3 separate regions of the Mus musculus genome follow, and regions 1 and 3 are each linked to region 2. The links are chromatin contacts, called in public HiChIP or PLAC-seq maps. All regions are on one chromosome and are shown on one strand. Each heading gives the region's core, a stretch centred on a gene start, on an enhancer-like site or on the middle of the called end of the contact. The rest is flanking DNA. Distances are from core to core; before and after follow the strand shown. Region 1 overlaps Gm35835 (a long non-coding RNA gene). Region 2 has its middle 17 kb from the start of Gm36227. Region 3 has its middle 6.7 kb from the start of Gm46143.

What was found. HiChIP or PLAC-seq counts read pairs in DNA pulled down with a chosen protein or histone mark.
Region 1: an H3K4me3 HiChIP or PLAC-seq map of embryonic forebrain shows a contact between it and region 2, with 4 times the contacts expected there. The contact joins two enhancer-like sites. A contact is called at or near these places in 6 of 484 Hi-C or Micro-C datasets (brain, cortical glia, cortical neurons and 3 more) and 8 of 115 datasets of contacts at active chromatin or transcription factors (astrocytes, craniofacial prominence, embryonic basal ganglia and 5 more).
Region 3: an H3K4me3 HiChIP or PLAC-seq map of embryonic basal ganglia shows a contact between it and region 2, with 2.1 times the contacts expected there. The contact joins two enhancer-like sites. A contact is called at or near these places in 4 of 484 Hi-C or Micro-C datasets (cerebellar granule neurons, cerebellum, embryonic fibroblasts and 1 more) and 7 of 115 datasets of contacts at active chromatin or transcription factors (craniofacial prominence, embryonic basal ganglia, embryonic limb bud and 4 more).

The regions. Positions count from the first base shown.
Region 1 is chr9:41,695,135-41,698,869 of GRCm38.p6, forward strand. All of the region lies in intron 2 of Gm35835 (a long non-coding RNA gene), which reads right to left. Among named protein-coding and RNA genes, the nearest start is that of Gm35835, 40 kb to the right of the region's middle. Within about 2 kb of position 2,182, at least 52 of the 459 cell types and tissues checked have an H3K27ac peak or open chromatin away from gene starts, as enhancers often do. A contact at or near this core is called in brain, cortical glia, cortical neurons and 5 more, where this site is marked.
Region 2 is chr9:41,934,631-41,938,194 of GRCm38.p6, forward strand. No RefSeq gene overlaps it. Among named protein-coding and RNA genes, the nearest start is that of Gm36227, 17 kb to the left of the region's middle. Within about 2 kb of position 1,266, at least 142 of the 459 cell types and tissues checked have an H3K27ac peak or open chromatin away from gene starts, as enhancers often do. A contact at or near this core is called in brain, cortical glia, cortical neurons and 9 more, where this site is marked.
Region 3 is chr9:41,765,399-41,768,688 of GRCm38.p6, forward strand. No RefSeq gene overlaps it. Among named protein-coding and RNA genes, the nearest start is that of Gm46143, 6.7 kb to the left of the region's middle. Within about 2 kb of position 1,298, at least 95 of the 459 cell types and tissues checked have an H3K27ac peak or open chromatin away from gene starts, as enhancers often do. A contact at or near this core is called in craniofacial prominence, embryonic basal ganglia, embryonic limb bud and 2 more, where this site is marked.

The DNA of each region.
Region 1 (3,735 bases), core at 932-3,431, 240 kb before region 2:
TTGTTTTAAAAATCACTATGGCTATATGTATATATATGTGTGTATGATGTATGTGTATGAGTAAGTGTGAGAATGTCTGCCATGGTACACAGGTAAAAATTAAAAGACAACTTTTATGAATCAGTTTTTTCCTTCCTTCTACCATGGAATCTGGAAGCTAGATTCAGGTTGTCAGGTTTGTGTGCCAAGTGCTTTCAATCACTAAGAGACATCTTGCTGGTCCAGGAACCCCACCCCCCACCTGCTCTGTTTCCGTGTCTTTTATTATTCTTGTCTGCACATAAGCTGCATTTCTGTTGTGCTTCTGATACATGGTCTCTCTCAGATTCATTTTTTTAACACAGCACAAGGTAAAGGTCCGATTTCTTTCTTGATTATTTTTATTTGGCATAGCATCTTCCTATAAAACAGCACTATTTGTTAAACGACTTTCTTTGCTTCTATCGAATTGCCTCAGAACCACCCTCAAAACTATCATGCATGTGGATCTGTGTGTCTCTTTCCAGACTCTGGACTTTCCCACGCCTGTTGTACCCCCCTCGGTATCTTGATGTCTGAATCTTTCTAAGTCTTAAACCAAACAATTGTATCCACCAGCATTTTTCCTTATTTTAAAATGTGTCTGGTTCTTTGCAGTACCTTGCATGTATGCATTAATTTTAGAATCTGATTTTCACAAAGAAAAATACTATTAGGGTTCTTAATCAGCCTATGCGCAATCTGCAACGCAGTCTATGGAGATCAACTCATTGCAATCTTCCAATTCTTCATCATGGCACACCTCTCCACTGGAAAGAGGGTTTGTGGTTCTTGTTGGTAAGATGTAATCCCTTCACTCCATTTTTGTCAAAGCATTAGTCTTTTAGTGTTTTTACTGTTATTCACTTCCTTTAGTACTGTTTTAAAAATATGTATTACATGGGTTCTTGTGTGTAGATGCCTATGGAGTTCAGAAGAGGACATCAGATGTCCCAGGACTAGAGTTCCAGATGGTTGTGAGCCACCATGCCGGTGGTAGAAACCATGTGGTACAAGTGCTCTTAACCACTGAGCCCCACTTTTTTTTAATTAGGTATATCCTTCATTTACATTTCCAATGCTATCCCAAAAGTCCCCCATAGCCCCCCACTCAACTACCCACCCACTCCCACTTCTTGGCCCTGGCATTCACCTGTACTGAGGCATATAAAGTTTGCACGACTAATGGGCCTCTCTTTCCACTGATGGCCGACTAGGCCATCTTCTGATACATATGCAGCTAGAGACAAGAGCTCCGGGGGTACTGGTTAGTTCATATTGTTGTTCCACCTATAGGGTTGCAGATACCTTTAGCTCCTGGGTACTTTCTCTAGCTCCTCCACTGGGGGCCCTGTGATCCATCCAATAGCTGACTGTGAGCATCCACTTCTGTGTTTGCTAGGCCCTGGCATAGCCTCACAAGAGACTGAGCCCCACTTTTAAACCCCAGCTCACACTTTCTTTTGAGGGAATGACAGTTTATTTAAGGTTACAGTGTAGAGAATCTAGTGTAGGGGATGCATGATATTGGAAGCACAAGGTGTCTGCTCACATTGGGCCCACTGGAAGGTAGCAGAAACTTACTTGTTCTTACATACTTTTGAATCAGTTTACTTCTCTTGGGTATGTTGTGATTATTTTTTTTCTTCACAGCTCCTAGCCCTCTGACCTTTAACCCACAGTCCTTGTCCCTGTATCTCTGATGACTTGGCAGTTACATGTTTCTTTGATTTGAGTATGAAAGTATTTTTTGTGATAGATGAGGCTGGGAACTTTGTTAGTAATGAGGCTGGGGCTACCACCCAACTCTATTCAGGGCAAAGTCTGTTACTGAAAGGAACAAATATTAGGGTAATTATTAGGAACCCCTACTCTTTCATATTTATGTAATAGCCTCCATTTTTTGCTAGCACTGTATTACAGTAGCCTCACTTATGTTGGTTGTGAAGTCTTTTGAAACAAGAAGCTCAGGACAGAACACATTAAAACCCACCCAACAAACTCCATCACTGTTAACTCCTGAGGAAACTGCTTTCTGTTGGGAAAGACCTTGCACACAGAGCATTTTCTGCTCTGCTGTTTTTCTTTCTTTTCTCCTTCCCTGATCTCCTGCCACCTTCCTAATATATTCAGGTCACACCAAGACCCTGAACAATGACTGCTTACAAAAAGCAGTTGGAAGCCTTGACTAGGAAGATAAGACAAGGCAGGAGACATGGAGTGAGAGCAGGGTAGGAGTAAGGCCAACTCAGGGGTCCTAGGAGCTGGATGTTAAAAGAAACCCAGAGATCCAGAAACAAGACAACAACAACAACAGAGTTTATGGGAACTCCATGTTAGGGAGGAAGTCAAGAATGTAGCCTGGTAGCTACAGTATCAACTCCAGGGCCCTGTGAGTGAGTGCTTGGGTCAGTTGGTTCTGAATTTCAGAGAAAATCTAGACTGCTATGTATGGATGCAGGGCCACCATTTGGTACAATTCTTAGGAGCATCTGTGTGTGTGTGTGTGTGTGTGTGTGTGTGTGTGTACATACTATTATGAAGTCTAGGTTCGTAATATTAGTAAGTTGATTTGAGCCTTTAAAATGTTAAAGATAAAAGACAGAGAGATTTCTGCTAGGAACTCTTGCTGGCTGCGGAACATGCTAAGTGAACAGTGTCGAAACATACACTAAGCTTTGTCCTCCTGGAGCGATGTCGTATTAGTGGCCATCAAAGCAGCGAGCTGACAGGCCTAACTTTCCCGTGGAGATGTTGTGAAAGGGGCGATTTGGGAAATGAGTGGGCTCGCTGGCCCCCATCAGTGTTCAATGTGCTACCCGGGAGCCAAAGCACCAGCCGTCGTAATTGCTGCATTTGTTTAGGGAGGTGCGTTCCCAGGCAGCGGAGCCTCATTTCAGCGCACATGCCTCTAATTTGATGTTTTTAAATTCAGCTCCAAGACTGTCGTCAGGCGCTTGTCCCCCTCTTTCCTTTAACACTGACCACCTTGTTCCCCTTTCTCCCATGAACAGAGGCAAGCAGTGTGTATTGAAAGCCAACAGCCTTTGTGTGGCTTGAGAAATCTGAGGCTGACATCTCCAGGCCCTTTTTGTCTCTCTCGCCTCTCTCGGGCCTGTGACCTGCCAACCGGGTTTGGCTCTCCCAGGCTTTCGTCATGTTGCATATCGATTGCTTTCCTTTCCTTTATTTGTAAGATGCTAAACGACAGACCCTGCTGCACAGTGACAGTGGCTTTGGGCTGTGAGTAGGTCAGCCAACATCCCTAGGTGCTCAGGTTCAGTGACACTTCGCTGGCTTAGCTGCTGTGACATCAGCAGCTCCTAAAGGACCCGATTGATTTCTTCCAGATTGCTGTTCTAAACTCTCAGATTCTTCTGGGATTTCACTCTGCCTTTTTGAATGTGTTCTCTCTCTCTCTCTCTCTCTCTCTCTCTCTCTCTCTCTCTCTCTCTCTCTCTCTCTCTCTCTCTCTGTCTTTCTCTCTGCTTCTTTCCTTTCTTAGACCTTGTGATCCTTAGGTACTGGGCTTACTAATTACCCCCAATGCTGGCACCTGACAGCAGGTGGTCACCATTCTGTTAATTATGTCCCGGGGCTTAGAGAGGCTCTTCTAATGACATCTAATCATCTACCTTCGACTATTGGGCTGAGAGCAGGTTGCAGGCACACTCTCTTTCCCTGAGCTCTTTGAATTTATTCTTACGGTCTAGCACC
Region 2 (3,564 bases), core at 16-2,515:
AGTTTGTTTGGGACAGGGTCATTTGCTCGATGCTCTGTGTGACAGGGCTCATGAGCTTTCCCGGGAATTCTTCTATCTCAGATCCTCATCTTGCAGTGGGGGCACTGAGGTCAGACACATACCCACTGAGCCATCACTCCTGCTCAGAAAACCAACTCTTAAAGCCTAGCCAGAAGAATCCTGTCCCAGGAAGGACAATAAGGACAAGGAACCAGGCTGGGGGGGAGGGGGGAGGGGGGATTCAGAAACAAGTTATACTACAGAGGCCCCGGGTGGTGTGGGGACATAAACCTTCGAGGTAGGAATATCACCCCAACCCAGGGTTGCTGCCCAGTACCAAGGAGGGTATCATGCTGGCACTGGCATGACTGAGTTCTGTGGAAGCCATACCCCACCCCACCCCTGCATACCTGCAACACCTCCCTCTGTCACTAACAATGACATTGGGGAGGAGACAGGATCCCACAGCTTTAGACCTCCCTGCCCAAGAAAGATGCAACAGAAGACCCCGCTGTGGGGCTCCTTCCCCTGGTGACTTTTTCACTGAGCTGAACGACCACCTGTTTCTCCCAAATATCAGAGCATCATCCAAATTCTCTGCACTGTGCGCTGGGATGCTTTCGAGCCTGGGTCTCTTTCTTGGATCCCAGGAAAACAGGCTGAAACCCTGGTAGGTAGATAAAAAGACACGGATTGCCTAGAGCCCCTCAGGCCACTCGGTGATTCCTCCCGCACCCGCCATGGCAGCAGTTGAGCAAGAACATTAGTGTAACCTGTGTGGGGGAGTGACTATGAGCTTACCGACTCTACCTCCTTCCGAAGAGCAAGCTCCCACAAACCCTTTTCCCTCCTCCACCTAGTCCCTTCGCTGGCATGGTTCTCTTTCCTACGCAGAATTTATGCAGTTACTCGCTTTCACAAGCACCCAGGCAGGCTGTCTGGAGGCACCACCTGCTGCCAAGGCTATGGCTGAGGAGATCAGCAAACACTATCAGGGAGCCAGGCACCCAGTGGACCTATTTTCTGCTCCTTCAGCCAAGCACCCCCTGTAGCCGACTCCTGGGGCCCTTGCCAGATCCTGCCACGCATAGATCCTGCAGGGGAGAGCAAGAGACTGAGCACAGGGTCTTCCCTGGCTGCGCCCCTGCACGTGCACGCGGGCAGGTGTCCCTCCCCTCCCCCTTCGATTCCTGCGCAGGGCTGTGGTCCTTTGTGTCTGAGTCTCCTCGCGCGCGTCTGCTCTAGACTGGGTGGGGTGGGGGAAGCCGGAAGCGGCGTCTGGGACTTGAAAAATGCCTAGAAGGGTGGACCTTTCCATTCACAGCCCCGACCCCCTCCAGGGCCTCCATCCCCCTCCCCCATCATCCTCCTGCAAGCCCACACCACATCACCTCACCTCTCTTTCTCAGTTTCCTCTCCCCCACCCCCCGCCCCCGCCCAGGTCATCTGGATGTCATTGTCCCTGTGGTGGTTCCCCAGCTACGAGTTTGCATTCGCTGCCCCCACGTGTACGGAACTAAACGCACTAAAGCACCCCCACTCTGCATACCCTATACAACTTCACTTCCGGGGAAGACTCTCCAGGTACCTCATTCCCTGGCTCCATGATCCTCATAAAGAATGGCTTCTTTATCCCCAAAGAGTAATGAAAGGGGCCTAGGGGATATTTAACAAGAGCAGGGGGCACCGCCAGGAAGGGGACTACGTTTTTTTTGTGTTGAACAGTGGGTGGATGTGCTGCCTTGTGAGGCTTGGGCCAATTTCGTCCTTTCCTTAAGAATATAGGAGAGCAGTCTAATTCCCCTCCGCTCCTCTAAACGCAGACTTGGGAGGGGTGTGTGTGGACGGCTATACAGTGAACCCCATTAAAATGTTTTCCTTTTATTTAGCTTCAAAAGCTGTTACTTCATTCGATAACAGCATATATATATATATATATATATATATATATATATATATATATATGTATGTATGTATGCTGAAAAAGATCAGCAAAAACCTAGGACATTGTTGCTTTAAGAATCTAGACGAAAACACCTTAAATGAACTCTGCAGCAGACAGTTGAAGGGGGAAAAAAAAAAGCCCTTCTCTGGCCCTTGCTGCTTTTTGCCATTATTCATGATGTAATTTTTCAGGTGTTAGTTTGGCAGAGAAAGATTGGAACTGGGCTTGTTGCTAGGACATGAATGAAGAAGAGGAATCTCATTGGTTCCCCAGTACTTGTCTGGAGCCAATGAGATGGAAGGGGATGGAGTTGGGAGGGAGGCCACCAGGAAAAAAAAACAGAGAGAGAGAGAGAGAGAGAGAGAGAGAGAGAGAGAGAGAGAGAGAGAGAGAGGGAGGGAGGGAGGGAGGGAGGGAGGGAGGGAGGGAGGGAGGGAGGGAGGGAGGGAGGGAGGGAGGGAGAGAGAGAGAGAGAGAGAGAGAGAGAGAGAGAGAGAGAGAGGGAGGGAGGGAGGGAGGGAGGGAGGGAGGGAGAGAGAGAGAGAGAGAGAGAGGGAGGGAGGGAGGGAGGGAGGGAGAGAGAGAGAGAGAGAGAGAGAGAGAGAGAGAGAGGAGAGAGAGAGAGAGAGAGAGAGAGAGAGAGAGAGAGAGAGAGAGAGAGAGAGAGAGAGAGAGAACACTTCGGCCAGACTATTAATGCTTTGCTATGTTAAAATGAAGTGGAATACTGTGAAGGTGGGGTATTTTAGAGTATCTTAGGGTGTGGATGGTCAGTGGTGCCCAATGGACCAAGGCTGAAAAAATAAGCATTTAAGAGGCAGCTTTGTGTCGACTACCCTGGGTTTTTCTAATAATTCATTGTCATTGCCAGTCTGGAGCAAGATGCAAGCAAGGCCTCCTATGTTTAACACCCTTAACCCGCTGCCACACACCGTCTGGGGTCTGCAATGATGCTAAAGCTGGAGGCAGGAATGCTGGTGCACAGGCGCTGGGATTTTTCCTCTAGTCTTGACTAAGTGAACCCCAAATAACCTTCTGCTGTGTAAGTGAACCGGCTCTTGGTGTGAACTGGGACTCAACATGTTATCTGCCCAAGGCATTGGAACAGGCTCCCATCACACATTGCCATGGGCATCTCAGTGGGTAACAAGATCTGGCCCAGCCAAACCCCCAGTTCCAATGCCTTCCACATGGCCGAACACTGCAGCAAAGAATGTCACTGGGTTTCCTGACCAGCGGTATAAAATGGTCACCCACTTAAGCATTTTGAGCCCCAGGCTCCTGGCTAGCACAGTAAGTGACTCTGGGTGCCAATCATGCCTGGTTGCTTGATTTTGAGCAGTTCTTTGCAAGTAGGGAGGAAGAGGTGTACTGAGCCTGCAAGGCCCCGTCTTTTCCTCCGGGAGTTCTACAGGGCCTAACAAACACTGCTGCTTACCATCACCTATTGTCTGAGCTGCAGCTGTATCCCACACCTTTTTCTTTAATAACTGGGCAGGGCTTTGAGCTGAGTGATTTGAAACACACACAATAAATTGACTTCTATTGGGTTATAGACCAGGCTGGTTTATTTACACCCTGGAGGAGGCTCAACCTCTGCCAGATTCCTGACTTCAGAG
Region 3 (3,290 bases), core at 48-2,547, 170 kb before region 2:
TTAGTTTCATTTGCTGTAAACAAACAAACAAACAAAACAAAAAACAAAAACAAAAACAAAAACCAGATTCTTGGCCTCTAGTTCGAGCATGCTGTTCATAGATCCAAAGGCCCAGGAAATACTCCAAAGATCTCTTGGGAAGAAATCAGCAAATGGTACAGTTCCATGAAATAAACCCACAGTTAAATAGTCTTGACCTTGAAGTAGATAAAGATCAAGCCTCGAAAACACAGTGTTTGAGCTTGAACCGAGGCATCGGCACTTTGTTCTTAGCAGGCCAGGACCAAGTGTGTCTGTAGGATGCTAAGAGGATTGAAAACACTTGGATGAGTGAGGTCATTTGTGAGAGATTGTGTGGGGCTGGAAATTCCGCCAAGGTGCTCACCACAATGTTTGTAGAAAGCCACACCCTTTACCATTGGGTTGACGACTTCCACAATTCTAAAGGTTAACGATTTTGTGGATCCAGGCCTCGCCAATACTGTACCTCTCAAAAGCTTCATTTATCTTTCATCTGGGGGATTTACCAGTGACTTTTACCTGCACGTATTCTGTTGGCAGGAGTAAGACAATGAAGTACAAGGTTTTGCATATCCTTAACTCACAAAGCCAATAAGGATGCATTTGCTGTGGAGGAGCAGACAGAATTCTGGGGAATGTAGTCACAAAGAAAAACCCACAGTAAGTGCTGCTTGCTCACAGAGGGAAGGCAGTTCAGGTGACATTTCGTGGTGTATTCCACGGTCTGTTTGGACACCTGAAGCTTTAATTGAGGTTGGTCTCTTGCTTCAGGGAACCCCATTTCCTGAACACACTGGAGGCTACACACTCAGTACAGTTAAGTGATGCTGATAAAGAGCTGAAGCAGATGTTTGGGGAGGGAGGGGAGAAGCATGGTGTGGTCAGTTATCAGAGCAGGTGAGGCTTGTGGTGCTCTGTGGGAGCACTGAAGAGTTCTCTATTATGAAAGGTGAGGGGAGAGAAGAAGCAGACCCTGTTTCTCAATACTGACAACTCCTTGCTCTCAAAGGAACAAATCCATCTTTCTGCCTCTTGGCAGCACAGCACTCACATAGATGGATTGGGGGAGCTTTTCCCCCTTCTTCTTTTTTCACTATTCCCAAAGAAAGGCATTCAAGCCTTTCTTAACCTTACATTCCAACCTCTCGTGGTGCCTATACTCAGGAAATACTTCTTCAGGTTTAACTAAATCCCTCTCTGCAATGTGAGACCATTGCTATCCTCCAAGGACTCACAGAACAGCTGCCTGGCACCTGGCCAGTCACACCATTCCACGTTTCCATTGTTCAGGGGAGGAACAGCTCGAGGCTTTTGCTGATTGGCTCTCACCACCCAGCAGGAACTCAGGCCAGAACACCAGGCTGTGCTGAGGCTGCTTTGCTGGGACATGAAGTACTAGTCTCCCAGGACACCATTCTCCCAGGCTCAGAAATCAGCACACGTGACTTAACACTTCCTGAGAGTGACATGCTCTGTGAGGGGGTTTGAAAGGTGGCTGGGAATGTCTCTATAGTGCCTCACCTAGCAAGTTTAATAGGTGTTATATCTATTGTGTGTGGAGAAAGAAAAAAAAAAAGCAAAAAACATTTCAGGTAGCCCAGGCTGGCTCAAAGTTGCTATGTTGCCAAGGAAGGTCCTGAATACTTCCTTCTCCTGCATCTGCCTTGAAAGTACTGGTGCTCTTAGGCATGTGTCACTATGGTAAGCTTTATAGCTCTCTCTCTCTCTCTCTTTCTCTCTCTCTCTCTCTCTCTCTCTCTCTCTCTCTCTCTCTCTCTCAATCAAGTAAAGAAAAGTAGGCTCAGTCAAAGGCCACACAGATAAGAAATGAAGCCCCGAGTGGACTCTCATATTGTGAGCATTCAGGTTTGGTGTCCCTTCCGATGTATGAGAGTGCTTCCCAGGGATCACTAGAGCACACAGAGCACACGTGTTCTGTCCTTGCAGACTTCAGGGTAACAAACAGCAGAGACCAGTGCATGAGAAAAGGAGCACAAGAGCTCACTGACAACTCCAGACAAGATGAGTTGTTGGTCACTATAAACTATGAACCAAGTTAGAGGATTTGCTTAGAGAGGCAAGAAGAAGCCAATGCAGGTGATGGGAGGTTTTGGGAGACAGAACTGCTGCTGCTTAGCCAGACTGGGGCTTAAAGCTGGTCAACCCTGGGCAGGCTCAGACCCAGTGAGCTTCAGTTTTATCCTTCAGGAAGCATAAGAAGAACACGTTCACAAGCTCGTTGTTTAAAGTAGATGAGGTAAGTAATAGTTAACGAGCAGCCAGGTCTGAGAAGCTAAATAAAGGTCGAAACGAGTCATGTTCTGGGATGAGCAGAGCAAAGAGAGGTTAAGTTAGGAAAGGTTTGATGAAAGAAGAAGAAAGATGGAAACTCAGGGAAGAAGACAAAGAAAGCTGCCCTTCTTAGCCCCTCTCCCCACTTCCCATGGGGATGCCATGTTAGCCTTTGAATGTGAGGACCTACACTGTCTGTCTCTGTAAACCATGGTGGGTTGTATTCCTGTAACAACCAGTCACAGGAGAGACCATAGGTGAGAGATTTATATGATATCCAAGGAGATGCATTAAAGCAGAAAATACCCTAGAGTGAAGGGTCATTTTGCTGTAATGCCATTAAAACTTGAGTGTGCTATGCAATTCAACAATTATCAGCGTGGATAACGTCTGGAAATGTTAAATCTAATGATTTGACTTGCTTGCCATGAGCCTGCTCCTTCTGATTTTGATGGGAGAAGTGACCTTTCCTAGGATCCACAAATGATTGGAAATGGAGCGGTTGCAATTCTTGGACCCTTTCTATTGACTGATTAAGTAAATCATCAACTAAATGGAAATCCAATTTGAAAGGCATAGATTTAAATGAATTAATAAGTGAACTGATAAGGCAAAATGGTAACAGTAATAAGAAAAAAATCTAGACTTGGTGGGAAACTTTAAAATAAGCTTTAAACAGTCAGAAGCCAGAGAGGGAAACCACTGAGTGCTCATACGGCCTGTGGCAAAAGAGCTTTTGACATTTACCCAATCCAATGTGGCTCCGTGGGATGCAAACCACAAGGCCACAGATATTTTCAAAGGCATGCAGTACTTCTTGTGGCTATATGATAAGCTGGTTAAGGTGCCCAGACTAAAGGATTGTGGGAAATTCAGCCTGTGTGCTCCTATGATGCCAAATCCTGATGTGGGTTTCTGTGGTTGGTGAAATGAAGTCAGGGGTGTTTCAGGCTTCACCACCCTGAATGCTGTTCCCG